Linked DNA regions of Arabidopsis thaliana: region 2 is linked to region 1. Evidence: chromatin contacts called from public capture Hi-C data. All regions are on one chromosome and are shown on one strand. The core of a region is the stretch at or near the end of the contact, and the rest is flanking DNA. Distances in the headings are between cores, read along the strand shown.

The links. Capture Hi-C pulls out chosen DNA fragments and counts their contacts.
Region 2: a capture Hi-C map of shoot shows a contact between it and region 1, with 2.1 times the contacts expected there. A contact is called at or near these places in 1 of 26 Hi-C or Micro-C datasets (rosette leaf), 1 of 2 datasets of targeted methods (shoot) and 1 of 3 other capture datasets (shoot).

What each region holds. Positions count from the first base shown.
Region 1 is chr4:14,075,153-14,083,007 of TAIR10.1, reverse strand. HAE (Leucine-rich receptor-like protein kinase family protein) reads right to left here and starts at 5,332. Exons shown (of 2, transcript NM_118991.3): 1 at 2,513-5,332; 2 at 1,551-2,440. The coding sequence starts at 5,114. The coding sequence ends at 2,043. AT4G28480 (DNAJ heat shock family protein) reads right to left here. Exons shown (of 3, transcript NM_118990.4): 3 at 7,737-7,855. It overlaps DMP7 (transmembrane protein, putative (DUF679 domain membrane protein 7)), which reads left to right and starts at 6,997. Exons shown (of 3, transcript NM_148380.2): 1 at 6,997-7,074; 2 at 7,175-7,287; 3 at 7,381-7,773. The coding sequence starts at 6,997. The coding sequence ends at 7,687. NAC073 (NAC domain containing protein 73) reads right to left here and starts at 348. Exons shown (of 3, transcript NM_118992.3): 1 at 1-348.
Region 2 is chr4:14,146,928-14,154,648 of TAIR10.1, reverse strand. AT4G28670 (cysteine-rich RECEPTOR-like kinase, putative (DUF26)) reads right to left here and starts at 3,262. Exons shown (of 8, transcript NM_119009.1): 1 at 2,840-3,262; 2 at 2,329-2,644; 3 at 2,104-2,229; 4 at 1,894-2,069; 5 at 1,598-1,808; 6 at 1,265-1,511; 7 at 1,032-1,182; 8 at 714-941. The coding sequence starts at 3,262. The coding sequence ends at 714. It overlaps PSB28 (photosystem II reaction center PSB28 protein), which reads right to left and starts at 4,800. Exons shown (of 2, transcript NM_119008.4): 1 at 4,572-4,800; 2 at 3,486-4,197. The coding sequence starts at 4,641. The coding sequence ends at 3,716. AT4G28650 (Leucine-rich repeat transmembrane protein kinase family protein) reads left to right here and starts at 7,112. Exons shown (of 2, transcript NM_119007.3): 1 at 7,112-7,721. The coding sequence starts at 7,373. It overlaps AT4G28652 (a long non-coding RNA gene), which reads right to left. Exons shown (of 1, transcript NR_142376.1): 1 at 7,232-7,721.

The DNA.
Region 1 (7,855 bases), core at 4,083-6,582:
TTGTGTCCCTAAGTTTAATTCTTCTTGTGCATATCTCTCTTCTCCTCTCTTCTTTTCTTTCAGTGCTCACAACTTCATCAGAATAAACAAAGGTATGAGGGAGAAATAGAAAGAGAGAAGGGAAAAAGGGTTAAAGATAGCTAAAGCATATGTTTCATAAGAAGATCTCTTTGAGGTTATCTTGAGAAAGAGGAAGGAATTAAATTCTTGTTCATCACTTTTTTAAGCTGAGATAATTGCCCCTTTTTGCACTTGATTTTAACTCTGTACTATCCATGAAAGAGAGAGATGAGATAATCCTAGAAGAAATATTATTTAAACCTCATTTTTATAATGTGTACAAATGTTCTATATACTGTATAGTGAGAAATAATTATTTAAAGACTTAGGTTTGTTTAACAAGTATGTAGAAACATACATGTTAAGTAACAACGAGAGGGAGATGCCCACCTACAACTTGAAAGTAAAGTCTAAAGAACTATGAAATTTTCAAACCTTAATTAGTTTTACATTGTAACATGTACTAGTTTGATAAATTATTGGAACTATTTTTCTTCGCTTTTTTTACAAGTGTGCATGTACATATACAGTTTTTTGAAGAAAAAAACATATAAATTGAATAGACTTTAGTTTATTCTTAAAAATACATATATGTGATATTTTGAAGAATAAATAAATGAATAACCAAGAAGGAAAGAAAAAAAAAGATTGCTTGGGTTTTAAGTTTGGTTGGGCTCATGGCATGTATGTATGGTGTGTGAGAGAGAGATGGACAAAGACTGATCAAACAAAATAACATGAAAGACAAAATCTTATGAGGGAATACATATGTGAGCTAATCTTTCCTTTTTTGACAATAACATGCATGGAACAAAAATAACTTGTCTTGTCGTAGTTTGTGTGGGATGATCTCTATATCCAATGTATAATGTTGAATGTTGAGTAAAGATAATAAAACCTATAACTAATCAATTAATCTTGGTAATTTGCTGATTAAATGTATAGGATTTGAAAATGAATATGAGATGGAGTAAGTTTGGGGCAAGGTGTTGTTGCTGGTCTGTGAGAGCTCAGACGTGATATGGTAGAACAAAAAATAAGAAAGAGAAGTTAAGGTCCAATGTCACCCTAGAGTGTATGTAAAGATATTATACATAAACTTATACTTATAATTTACACATATTTAACATCTCCATCATCAGTATATTACTGTATGTACATAAATTTTACTGAAATCACATACTGATATTAGTGATATACGTTAGAAAACATTATAATATTGGTTTTTAGATAGATAAAAAGAAAAAGAAAAAAAAAGAAAAAAAATGGAAAGTTAAAAAGCTAGTCATTATTCTATTTCTTCACGTAGACTTCTCATGCATAACATTAACAAGGAACCTCCTCAACCTTTATTTATTTTTTCTCTTTGTTTTCTGATTTTTGTTTCTGCTCTCCCCTGTTAACTCTAAACACATGTTATACAACCTATTCTTAATTTATTATCAAACTAAACAAAAAATTATGAACAAATGTTACACTTCTGTGTCTGTTGGAAAATTTTGTGGTTAGCTTGTTGTTTTCATTGGTGGATCGAAACCGCGGCAAGGTGTCATTCAAGAAATCTATCTAACCACATTATACTGACATATGCTGTCTATGCTTGGCTATTTAGAATTTACTTTTTATAATGGCATTAGTATTACCACACTAAGTTTTACTTTATAAGAATATGAAAAAAAAATTAGAAAAAAAAATATTGATCATCACTCGTCAGAATCGATCCGTTTTCCAAAATTGAACTGGTAACGAGCTCGAGTTTAAATAAGGTTGGCTATTGGGTGGACCAACCACCAAATATTGCAAATATTGCGTTAAATTAAAATTAATATCCAAATTATAACTTTATATTAGCTTTAAGAGCAATTACCTAATCAGAAAGCTCCACTTTTCTGTTTTTGATATCTTTCTTACAGTTCACCTAGCATCATAACATCAAATTGCTATCCCCGGCCCAAACCGATTCTCAGCCCATATTGGAATGTTCAAACGCTGTTCAAGTCTTCCGTGTAGTAAGGCGAGAGTTTCCCACCGGTTTTAGATCGTTTAGATGTGTTTGGACTGCTACAAGGAACAGCACCAGAGACTTCTTGAAGCATGATCACAACTTTTCTCATGGAAGGTCTGTTTAGAGGGAGAGGACTCGTACAGAGTAGACCAATGTGAATGACTTTACTAATTTCTTCTTTGAACTTGAGATCGAGTTTGGGATCGATCACGGGTTCTAAACCGCATTTGTCAAGTGCAGTGCACACCCATTTTGCCATATCTTTATCTCCAAGTTCTGAATCAGTTGGTTGCTTCCCTGTAACCAGTTCCAAAAGCACCACACCAAAGCTGTAGATATCGCTCTTTTCATTCACCCGAAGTGTGTATACGTATTCTGCAAAATTGAAAACTATTAATATAAGATCAAAAGTTACAAAATGCAGCTGAAATATGTTTTGGTTTATACCTGGTGCAATGTAACCACAAGAACCGGCGATCCCGGACATAGCTTCTGGAGTTTTGGAACCACTCATCTGACCGACTTTAGCGATCCCAAAGTCAGCAACTTTAGCCCCATAATCGCTATCTAGCAGTATGTTACTCGACTTCACATCGCGGTGCACAATGGGAGGAACACAATCATGGTGCAAGTATGATAAACCCTCGGCAGCGTCCAAAGCAATCCTCAACCGCTCTGGCCAACCCAACACAACACCGCCTTTGCGGTCACCATGCAACACATCAGCTAAGCTCCCATTAGGCATGTACTCATACACCAACAACTTACAATCACCAGAGCTGCAACAACACCACAAACGCACAATACTCTTGTGCCTAATCGTCCCCAACGTTTCAACCTCCGCTGCAAAAACATCTCTATTCAACGAATCACTACTGTATTCATCATCTCCTCCTTTAACACTTTTGTTAAGTTTCTTCACAGCTACAACTTCTCCACCTCTAAGCTCAACTTTATAGACTTTACCAGAAGATCCAAACCCGATTACGTTCTTTTCATCGAGACAATCAGCTATCTCGTGCTCACTGAAATGAAGCTTGTGGAATGATCTCCATTTCGACGCTGCTAAAGTAGAACTCTTCAAAGCTCTGAGTTTTCTACACTTGGCAATGAACATAACGATCCCGACAACGAAAACCAAACCGGCGAGTAAGAAAATCGTTAAAAGAATCCATACATAGCCGATGTTTTTAGACCGTGTGATCTTCCGACAAAGGCCGTCGAGATCAACACATAAACCGGGATTTCCGATGAAGTCATGTGCGTAGATTTTATTAGCGTAGAGAGGAGGGATTTTACCGGAGAGGTGATTATACGAAAGGTTTAAAACGTTTAGCTTCAGATTCTGTAACTCCAACGGAATCTCACCGGAGAATTGATTGCTTGAAAGGTCAAGGTAATTGAGAACAGGTAAGATTCCGACTTCTTTAGGGATTTCACCGGAGAGATGATTATTAGCCAAATTAAGCTCGTTTAGATTCTTCCAACCACGAAGTTCTCTAGGAATCTCACCGGAGAGTTGATTCTTACTGAGATCAAGCCTGCTCAATTGCTTCAATTTCACCAAGCTTTCAGGAATCTCACCGGAGAAATCATTCTCCGCTCCGGAAATCTCGATTATTCCGTTAAGCGATCCGATTTCGTTGGGGATTGAACCTGAAAATCGATTCTTTGAGATTCGTAGGTTCGATAGATTCTTCGCGCCGATGATCGTCTTAGGAATACTTCCGGTGAACGAATTGTCAGAGAGTTCGAGAAGTGACAAGCGAGGCAATCCCCAGAATCCATGTGGGATTTGACCCGAAAGCTTGTTGTTACTCAATCGGACCCGGGTCAAGCTCTTACACTTTCCGAGATTATTAGAGATTTCTCCTGAAAACGAATTGTCTATAAGAATTAGATACTCTAGCTTCCCTTCACCGCAGACATTCGCCGGTATTTCGCCGGAAAATCGGTTATACGATAAGTCCACGTACTGTAACGGTGAGTTAGCGCCGAGTTGACTCGGTAATACTCCGGTGAGTCTGTTGTTGAAAAGCTTGAGTTCTGACAAGGTTTTGGAGCGAGTTATGCTCTCCGGTAAAGGACCTTCGAGCATGTTCTCGAAGAGATTGAGTGACTCGAGGTTTAACAGATTCAAGTTGTCGGGTATTTTTCCTGTCAGCTTATTCATCGACGCGTCGAATCTTTTTAGCGTCGTCATGTTACCCATGGATTCTGGTAACTCGCCTGAGAACGAGTTGTTGAATAGTTCGATTTGCTCGACGGTTTTTAGCTGCGTGATCCAACTTGGGATAGATCCTGTGAGTTGGTTAAATGTCAAATCCAAGTTAACCAAACTAGTTAACCGGGACAGAGACGGAGGTATCGGACCGACGAGGTTGCAGCCGGCGAGCCAGAGAACTTGGAGCTCCGTGAGGTTTCCGAGTTGACTCGGGATTTGACTCGGAGAAAACAAATTGTAAGCGAGTTTGAGTTCTTTAAGAGTCGTGACGTTACCGAGAGAGGCGGGAATTGTACCGGAGAGGAAGTTACCGGCGAGGTTTAAAGACTCAAGCTTTCGAAACTCTCCGAAGCTCGACGGGATCGTGTCTGATAAGTTGTTTCCGGAGATTTCAAGGAACTTGAGGTTTGGGAGATTGAAAGGAAGTGACTTTGGGATGGATCCAACCAATAGATTCTCCGATAAATCAAGACTGATGAGATTGTGACACGTATCGAAGTCGTCGGCGGAGAGAGAGCCATTGATGGAGTTATTATATAGAGAGAGGGAATGGAGAGAAGGAAGGTGGCAGAGGATGGAGGGGAAAGGTCCGACGAGCATGAAGCTTGAGAGATCGACGGAGACAACGTTTGACGTGGCGTCGCAGCTCACGCCTAGCCACTTGCATGGGGTGACGTCGTTGTTGTCGGACCATGAAGATAGGGACTGGGCCGGGTCGGATAAGCCCAGTTTGGCTTGCCGGAGAATGGTGGCATCTTGGTTTAGAGATAGACTTGGTAGATACGTAGAAGAGAGACATAGGAGGAGAATAAGACAATAAAGCATTTTTTTGGAAAAGGAATCGTTATTCTTCTTTTTTCATGCTTTGGATTTGTGAATAAAACGAAATTATGGATTGGTAATTATAAGGAATTGTAGAAGCAAAAAGGGAAACGAGCACTGTGACAAGACATGGGTGAGACATGTTTTCCGATATTGGAAGAATTAGGAGGCAATAGTATACATCCATGTGAAATCGATTACGGAGCAAAGTACTACTGTACATATAAATCATAAACAAATTTGTAAAGTGATATTAAAAAAAAATCGGATTATGAATAATTACATAAGGTAATTTTATAAAAAATATTTTTTTGATAAATGAACAAACATTTAATTGTTCATTTGAAAAGAAACAGAATGGACCAATGGTCACTCTCCAAGTCAACTGAAATGCTATGATGGTCAAAATGATGGAGACAAATGGGCCATGTAATGCTGGATTTATGTTGACTTTTCGAGTCTGCATATAAAGCTTCTGGATTAATGTTATGAATGCATAACTTAATCACTTATGTGTGTGTGTATACTGTATTGTGATGAGGACATATCCTATGATTTTATATCGATGATCTCGAAAATTTGTTAAACCGAAAACTTAGCCACCTATGATCCCAACCCTAGATTGACTAACAATCTTTTAATTGGAAGTTTAGAACTATAGTGATGCTTCCAAGTTCCAATTGCTTGATGCGCATTTGTGAAGCCACGTGTATATGTAGACAAGGTCAAATTTGGTTGGTCGGAGAAACATGATCTAACAGTAGATTTTGTTAGATTACTTTCATTTCGATGGGAAAAGCAACAGTCACTATGATTTGAAAAAACAACGAGATTTAAGGGGGGAAAGAAGAGAAAATGATAGATCATGGCTTTAATCCGTGATCGAATATCACGAGTTTGCGCGATGGTACAACGCACTATGCACTATGATGTCACCTTAATCCAATAATGTTTAAGTCTTTGGTCCTCTAACGATAATGACTTTTCTTCTTCTTAGTTTGCATTCCCTTTACGTCTCCACAAGCACTCTGCCTTTTAATTGTTTTGGACTTTTGCTGTTAATAACGATATTCTCTTAAATTCTGTTATTCTGAAGCTTAATTCGTATGGAACAAAGAAGTAAAAAGGGTTTATTAGTGTATATAGAGTCTCAACACAACAGAGTCTCAACACAACAGAGACTCTATATACACTAATAGGGTTATACGTGATTTTTGTTTCGTTTTAAAAGTCCATATTTCATATGATTTACCAGTATGCAGTATGTAAAAGTTATATGAAATAGAGGTCACCTAAGTTCTCGTTCATATATTCTTATGAACAAACAAATGAAATTGCAGGTCCACTTCACAACCGATAACCTCTTTTAGCCGAAGAATAAATTCGTTCAAAGACCAATTTAATACAATTCTTTATGGTCCATACGTTAGACAGATTAGAATTAAGCCACGTCTTTGGAGAATTCTAATCTAGATTATTTTCGAAAAACTAGTTTTTACTAGTTTAGCAAAGTTTTACTATATCAATATAATAAAAGTAACTTTGATAATGATATATCTTCTTAGGAAACGGTGACAGAGTTTTAGTTTAATCCTTTCTGTTACAAAACTCCTATTTCTTGTTTCGTTACTCAAATGTTATTTGGTTTTTACGTTTTTTATTGCTAATCCTGACATGCAACAGAAACATAAAAATGGAAGAACAGAATATCAACCTTGAAACCTGAACAAACAACTCAACGGAAGCAAACACCAAAAAAGAAAGAAATCGAAACCCATAAAATCTTGTGCAATTCTTTCAAATCAGAATTAACCATAGAGACAAAAAAAAGAAACATATATAATCATTCGAATTTGCAGAGTGATTAACGAAAAAACAATTGAAGATGGAGGAGACGAAGCAGTCATTGATAGCATCGTTGCCGTCGGCACCAAGAAAACCAAAGTCGAAAGTAGAGAGAGTTGTGAGGAAAACATTCAAAGGAACAGCTCATCTATCAAATCTGCTCCCAACCGGTTCTGTAATGAGTTTTCAAATAATGTGTCCGGTCCTAACCCATCAAGGTCAGTGTCCCACCATCACCAGTCGCTGGCTCACCTGCTTCCTCGTCTCCTTATGCGCCATCTCCTGCTTCCTCTTCTCCTTTACCGACTCCATTAGAGACCCAAACGGCAAGGTATATATACATATCTCTGTCACATTTTCCGCTGTTTTGTACCATTCATAACAACTTGTTGACATAAGCACCAAACTTAATGTTGCAGGTTAGGTACGGGTTGGCAACGTGGAGTGGGCTATTAGTGATGGATGGATCGATTACTTTAACGGAGGAGGAGAAGGAAAAGTATAAGCTCAAGATTCTTGATTTTATTCACGCAATCATGTCAATGCTCGTCTTCTTCGCAGTCTCCATGTTTGATCAGAACGTAACCCGTTGTTTATTCCCCGTTCCTTCCGAGGAAACCAAGGAGATTCTTACCAGTTTACCTTTTGTCATCGGCGTCATTTGTGGTGCCTTCTTCCTAGCGTTCCCTACACGCCGTCATGGCATCGGATCTCCCCTTACCAAAGAATAATTTCATACTCTAGACAAGAACTGAAAAACTTTTGTATAACAAAAAGATTTGTGATCTTCAATTTTTGTTTATGGAGGACATGTACCAAATCTTGAAAAAACTATTCTTTAAAAAGAAGACTTGTTTAACAACACGAAATTTAATGAAGAGGGAGATAATTCCCTATAA
Region 2 (7,721 bases), core at 2,013-4,512, 74 kb before region 1:
AATGTCTTTACTTTACCCTGGTGATAGTATTTACCACACACTTGTTCGTTATATAATGTTCACTTTTACACTATCATGTGTCAACAGTATATTATTCTCTATTCACTGTTACAAAACACTTTTTATCGCCACCGTTAAAACAATGTACCCCCGAAATGAGATAGTATTCCACATAAGTAGTTAGTTAAAATAATAACGTTTTTGTAATTTCTTCTCTAAAATGACAGCTAAATGAAAGTGCATGACATCAATGTAGTAAGAAGTAAGAACTACCTAATTGACAAATCAAATCAAAGAAGTTATTGAAGTGGCAAATTTACAAACTTGAAAATTGCCCTCTCAACAAATTTTCTCAAAAAAAGTAATGGACGGTTGGAACAGTACAAGCCTTCCACAAATAACAACACAAGGCACTAACTAACTTATCAGACAATGATACACATTCGTCAGACCAGTCTTTATCTCATTCATTTATTTTATCACATTGTATTATATTTTGAGATTAATCATATATAAACATATATATAGGTGTTAATATTGGGATGAATCTCAAAAATATATATTTTGAATCTATCTACATAACTTAGAAGAAAAATAAACATAATTTTTAATAGTTATTCGTACGAAATACACAATGATTATTTGTATGTTTTCTAGTAATGTGTTATTAACAATAAGGAATTGAGGAATCTATATAAATTCTACATGAATTTTTACATGGAATCATGAAGGAAAGGTGGTTTAGTAGGAGTGGGCAATACAATATCTGTGGAACTAACCATTTGTATAACCTTAGACATTGTTGGACGAAGTTGTGGAGACTCTTGTGTGCACAACAAACCGATCTGCATCACTCTCTTCATTTCTTGCTTATCTGTATCTTCTCCCATATCTTTGTCTATCATCTCTTCCATCTTGTTTGAAGCAAAACATTTCCAAACCTGTTCAAGAAATTAAAAGGTTCGAAAATGGGTTATATATGAAGGTCACTCGGAGAGTTAAAGATTGATGTGATGAAGATGGAGACTCACTTGAGTAACTAAGGTTTCAAGGGAGTTATCAGACCGGAACTTATTGTTTCGAAAACCGCTGGTTATTTCGAGAACAAGAACTCCGAAGCTATAAGCATCGATTTTATTGCTTAGTCTTCCCTTGCTAATGTATTCAGGAGCCATATATCCTCTGTAAACAATGTAACATTCACATTCTAAATCAGACCAATAGTAAGGACCTCTACGAAGTTCTTTGTATTGAAAGGACTTACAGAGTGCCCGCAATTGAAGAAGGAGAAAGAGAAGAAGCAGGGATGTCTTTGCCACCTTCTGGATAAAACTTGGCTAATCCAAAATCTGATATTTTAGGTTTGTACTTTAAGTCTAACAGAATGTTGCTTGCTTTGATATCTCTGTGAATGATCTTGCACGTTTCGTGAAGATACTCTAACCCTTCAGCTGTTCCTAAGATTATGGTTCGCCTCTTCTTCCAGTCAAGCTCTTTCTTCTTCTCCGGGTCTTCATTTCCATGTCAAGGAAAAAATGTTTAGAAACTTTTCAAACAAGTAAGAAGATATGTGCGTGATTAGAGAAGAGTGTCTTACTAAACAAGATATGATCAAGGCTTGTATTGGCGAGGAACTCATAAACAATGAAACTATTCATGTTAGTGAAGCAGCAACCTAAGAGCCTAACCAAGTTCTTGTGTTGGCATCTACTAATCACATCTATTTCATTATGGATCTCATCCCGTGGCTTCTTTCCTGATACATGTAGTCGTTTAATCGCAATTTCTCTACCGTCAGACAGAGTTCCCTGTCAAAAAGACAATAAGGATTTTTAATCAATCAACATAGTGGTAAAGTGTAAAGAAAGATAGTTATACAGAGAAGAGAGAAACCTTGAAGACTTCACCATATCCACCAACACCAAGCTTGCAACTCTCATTGAAGTTGTTGGTTGCTTTTTTAAGAGTTGAATACTCAAAGCTCATCAAGTGTGACTCAGTACATATTGACTCTGACTCTTTCTCTATCCTTAGATGTCCAAACAAATGAAACTTTTTAGTCTTAGTTCCTTTATGAGCACAATATAGTCTTGTGGAACTTACCTTTAATCTTCTTCTTTGGACTAGTTCGCATATAGAAGCATTTTCCACACCAAAATCCAGCTGCAATAGCCAACACACCCACCATGGAAATAACAAATATATACGTAAGGTTTTCTTTAGTGAAGCCTACAAGAAAAACATACAAGAAATGTTATGATCATAATACAAACGGATCACAATTTTTACAAATAACACAAGTGTTATGAGACAGAGACAGAGACATACTCATAGCAAGCAATCCACGTTCATTATAGAAGGTATAGTTAGAGTAACGCAAGTAGCATCCTGCATTCAAGGCAAAACCTTCTTTGGATGGTAAGCAGCTCGTAACCGATAAAGCTCCATCTGCTAAGCATAATTTGCACAACTCATCATTTAGCGTTCGCCAGCATACTCCCAACCCGTAAACCGTTAAATCCCGGATTCCCATTTTAGCCACCGAGAAACCTCGACTATATGGAGCCGCCTCAACAATGGATTTGGTCACTTCCTTTACTAAACCTTTGAATTCTGCAGACTTCTCCTTATCACTAGCACATATCTACATTCCCAAAATGGTCGACATATTAGGACAATTTAGTTGATTGTTCTTCAAGAATCGGATCCACACTAAATTCCTAGGATTAAGTTCTGTATTAGACAAGTTTGTGCAGAATTGATCCAACTATAGCACTTATATATTACTAGTCCCATCATATTTTCGATATGAGATTTCTGACAAAACATAACCATCTACCTTGGTGTCCTGATGAGAAACAGGTTCTTGATAGAAGCTGTAATTATCAGCTCTAACGAAACAACCGTCGAGGTGAAACCAACCACCGGTGGCCGGGAAACATTGAGAGAGGAGATCGGTAGCACGTGACCAACATAAACTACATTCGTCGGATGAGAGATCGCTAACACACTGCGACAAAACGTACATTCTCTCCGGAGGATCTCCATGTTCATGAGTTCCAAACTTGACATGCCTCATATCACCTCTGATCGCGTCGAGGTTAATCTGATATGATCTCCGGTAAGCCTCCTCGTTGGAGACGGTGCCGTTGTTACAAATATATCCGAGGACGTCGATTCGAGAGATTTTCATGGACATTGACGGAGCTAGTAACGTTAACGGCAAGACAACGGCCAAAGAAGAGATTAACGTCGATGCCATGATGCAGAGGAACAATGCTTTGATGCCCCTTTTCATAATAAACTATTCTTAACGACTTTTGGCTATATATGGTCATCAACTTAAAACCGGATATGCTCAAAGTTCGGTTTAGTTTTGATTCTGTTCAATTTCAGTGGAGTGTGTTTTCTATTTTAAATCTCTTACACGGTTTTGGTTTAATTGGATTGAACACTCGTAATATAAACACAAACACAGTTAAGTATTTGACTAATAGCACAATTCATAATGAAATTATGATCATACCTTTAGTAAAATCATGGATTTGTTTAGATTAAACCAAATTTAATCAGAACAAAAGCCTAGATTACCATTGTAAGTTGAAACTCAAGTAAAGATCAAAACTAGGAGAGTACAAGATTATAAATCAAAAGAGTGAAAAAATTTAATGTAACATACACATTTTGTTTTGCTCATTGAAAATTCTCTCCAACCTCATTGCTTCTTAACAAACTGCAAGCCATTCTGGTCCGAGTATCGCTCCATAAACCTCATGAACCTGTCCCATTCTTTCGGCGATCGCATTATGTGCTTCGCCACAATCCCTTCCGGTTTCCCATTCACGAATCTCGCGTTCACATCCGTCGACTGAATCACACCTTCCTCATCAATCATGTACAATCCTGTAATCTCTCCGACTTCACCGCTCGAGTCGAAAACGGATGGTTGGTCGAAAGAGAACAGTGCCATTCCGTTGCTTCCGTCTCTTGATCGAGTCAGCTTAACATCAGGGATTGTCATCTCATCCGTCCCTTGGATGAATTGGAGCGCCGGCTTTACCATCATCGTGATAGAGACGGGTTTCATCGGTCTTAGAGCTGTTCGGGATGATGGTTGAGCCCGCGGGAGAGAAACAGGGGATCCAGTGAAAGATGAGCTTTTGATGGGAAGAACAGAGCATGAAGATAAGACAATGCCTGCAACAAAAGGGATCAAACTATGGTTCTTAATTACACACTTGAAGTTAATTGATAGCGAGACATGTAAAAATCCAATCTTTTTCCATAACCCTAATCCACAATTACTTAGAACACACATTTACTATGAAACCATGATCAGATTACATCAAGTTACTGCCTTAACAACTTGTTTATCAAATCAGAGAAATCATGAGCTCGCAAAGAAACACGATTTATACCGATTCGTTTCCGATAAATCTCGTTACAGTTTCGGATTCAGCATTATACCGAAAATTACGGGAAATTTTCCTTATTCAAGCTACATGCAACACGAAGATTTCAACTACCAATTCGACGAATCAAAAGTGCGAAATTAGGGTTTTTTCGCGTACCTGAGCGAGGAACATTTCGTTGAGAATGGTTGACAGAAGTTAAAGAACCAATCGACCGAACACAAGCCATATCTGTGATGTCTGAGTGCACGAGGAGTTAGAGACACAGAGAGTAAGAAGGAGATGAAGCAAAAAGCTGTGGTGTGGTGGCGGGAGAATCGTGACGTGTCACTACCAAAGCCGTTCCTTCATTTGGATACCGTCATCGTCTCAACTTATGGGCTTTTACCTTTAGGCCCGAGATGTTTATAATAAGCCCATTTTGGTCAAATTGTCATATAATAAACCCATTTTGGCTTTAGACAGAGTCAGAGAGTCTCTTGCTGTCTCAGAGGTTTTTAAGATGCATGAAACACACGTGGCACATGCGTGTAGATCGTAAGGAAAAGCTGGACTCTCAAGTCTGTGATGCCATAGCGAATCCCATGGCCTGATCCCTGATGGCCATGTGACGAATCGTCAGCATACATACTTACTTGTTAATATATTAATTAGTATGGTATTAATAATATAACCCAACAAAACACCATTTGCAAAGAGTTTAGGTACTTATTTGTGGGATTAGGTTTCTCTCTCTGATAATACAGAAATTAATACTAAATTAAGTCACTATAGGTGCTGATCCACATGCATCCCATTAAGCCTTCAAACCTCTTGTAAGTGTTTATTTCTTTATGATCTATAGTCTATAAAATCTCCTATAAACCATCCATTGTTCTTTTGGGTAATAATTGATTATTATAATATTTATGGTGTAGATCAAATTTATTTATTTTCCTAAGATATTGTATATATCAGTGATCAGTCGAAAGATTCAAAACTGAAAAGTGTATTCTATCAATTATATAAAAAAAAATTACTTACTGAGTAATCGTAGAATTTAAGGTATTTTATCCAACGATCGAAAGGATAATTAAGCAAATGAAGAACTTAACTACGGATCGGAATGTTTTCTAAAAACAACAAATAATAAGAAAGAAAAAACAATTGTATAAAAGACAGGTCCACATGAGTGCATGTGAAGCAACAGTTTGTGTTTAGTACTGTAATAAGAAGGATGGAAACATGAAATCAGTAAGAGGAGTGGGTAATTGTTGGAGTATTACAATAATTGTTTTGATGAATATTATGCGTGTGCATTTCTCTGCCATTTTCCCACAAATCATTTAGCATTTAGCTTATCTTATCCTTTATCAAATTGATCAGTTAGTTTACCTCGACCCGTTCTTGATACATACATATCTGTTTGAGTTTTTAAACATCTTGGTGTTGAATTTGTCACGGTTATTATTTATCAAGTTTGGATTCTTTTTAGTGATATCAAATTACTATGCTATGCTAATTGGGCAGTCTGAAAAAAAAATAAAAATTATATTCTCTCGTTTGACGTACGTTTTTTTTATTCCGTCTCCATTTTACTTTACCTTAAAGGCATTGGCACTGACTTTGGGTGTATACGTCTACACATGCTTTTAGTCTTTTAGACATCAGGTAGAAAGTTTACGAAATTAGAATTTTATATCTGAAGAACGTTTAAGAAAGTAGCATTTTAATTAGGGACAATTTGCTGATACATTCAAGAAGTGATACAATTAACCACTTTATTTAATTTTTATTTGTTATATTATCAACAATATTATACTATACCTATATTACACTGCCATAAATCTGTAACATGGGAAGATTCTTATCTAATCAATCATGCAAACGAAAGAACAGTAACAAGCCTGCACTCTCTGCAGTGGCATACATTATAGTATTCACACTTTTGTTACGCATCAAGGTAAGTATGATTGAACTAAAGAAATATGTTTTCACGTATAATGGCCATGAGTGGGCTCGATCTTAATTTTTTTTAACCAACCAAATAGAAAGAAGCTTTTCGAAATTCAAAAGGGGTAAGAAGAAACGTGAAGATCGATCGTGGGAATATCTTCATTATTGCTGATTTTAATTAATAATGAAATTTATTTGGACCTATCTGATATTTAAATATGCTGCAGAGCATAGGGTAATAGGATCATCTGTTCTTCTTCATCACATGTGCAGGTCACCCATTCTTATATGCTTCGAACGTTCACCTCGGTGGCTATATCCTAAATACGAGATTTACAATATAATCACTGATTCATCATTAATATGTAATGTAATCGAATATTGCTAAGAGCTAATGGTATATTTTTTGTTTTTCTTCCTTAGAAGGCAAGCGTTAAAAGACACAAAAGGAAAAAGGTGGGAAAATAGATAAAGACATTCTACAAAAGCTGAATTAGAATGAAGTTAAGCATAAGCTACCTCTATGCCACACACCAAGTGTATGTATAAAAAATAGTAATTATATTAGTATTAGTTTAAGCTTAAGCTATCTATGGCACATTCACAAATCACTATACAGCAAATCAATAGTTGACTTAATTAATTTTAAAACACCGAACACATTTTTGGATTAGTTGTAATTGTGAAGAAAACACATTCTCTCTTCACATGTTCAATGTCTTAAGAAATTTCTCAAATACTTCCAAGATCTTGTTTATTTCTTTTTTTCTTAGAACATGTAACCCTACATACTCTTTGATCACTACATCCATATAAAACCAAGATTCATTTTTATATATCTCTGTGTTTATATGTCACATATATATAACATAATAAACACAGAACAAGCATATACTTACAGAGTTTCTTCTTATTCTACTCTCTTCCTCCACCACCTCCTTGCATGTTCACTAGTCTCGTTCTTGGTAATGAACTAAGGAGTCAAGTTTCAGTTGAAGCTGTTGAGACAGAGGAAGAAGTTGAAGATGAAGATGAAGATAATAGTTCTCTTCCTTTACTACTGTTACATTGGTTCTACTTCCTCTGTTTTAGCTTCCATCGACAATGTCAACGAGCTCTCTGTTTTGCTGTCGGTGAAATCAACTCTTGTGGATCCTCTCAACTTTCTCAAAGACTGGAAGCTTTCAGACACCAGCGATCACTGTAATTGGACCGGTGTTCGGTGCAACTCAAATGGCAATGTTGAGAAGCTCGACCTGGCGGGGATGAATCTCACAGGCAAAATCTCAGATTCGATCAGCCAGCTGAGTAGCCTTGTCTCGTTTAACATATCATGCAACGGATTCGAGTCGCTGCTCCCGAAATCAATCCCTC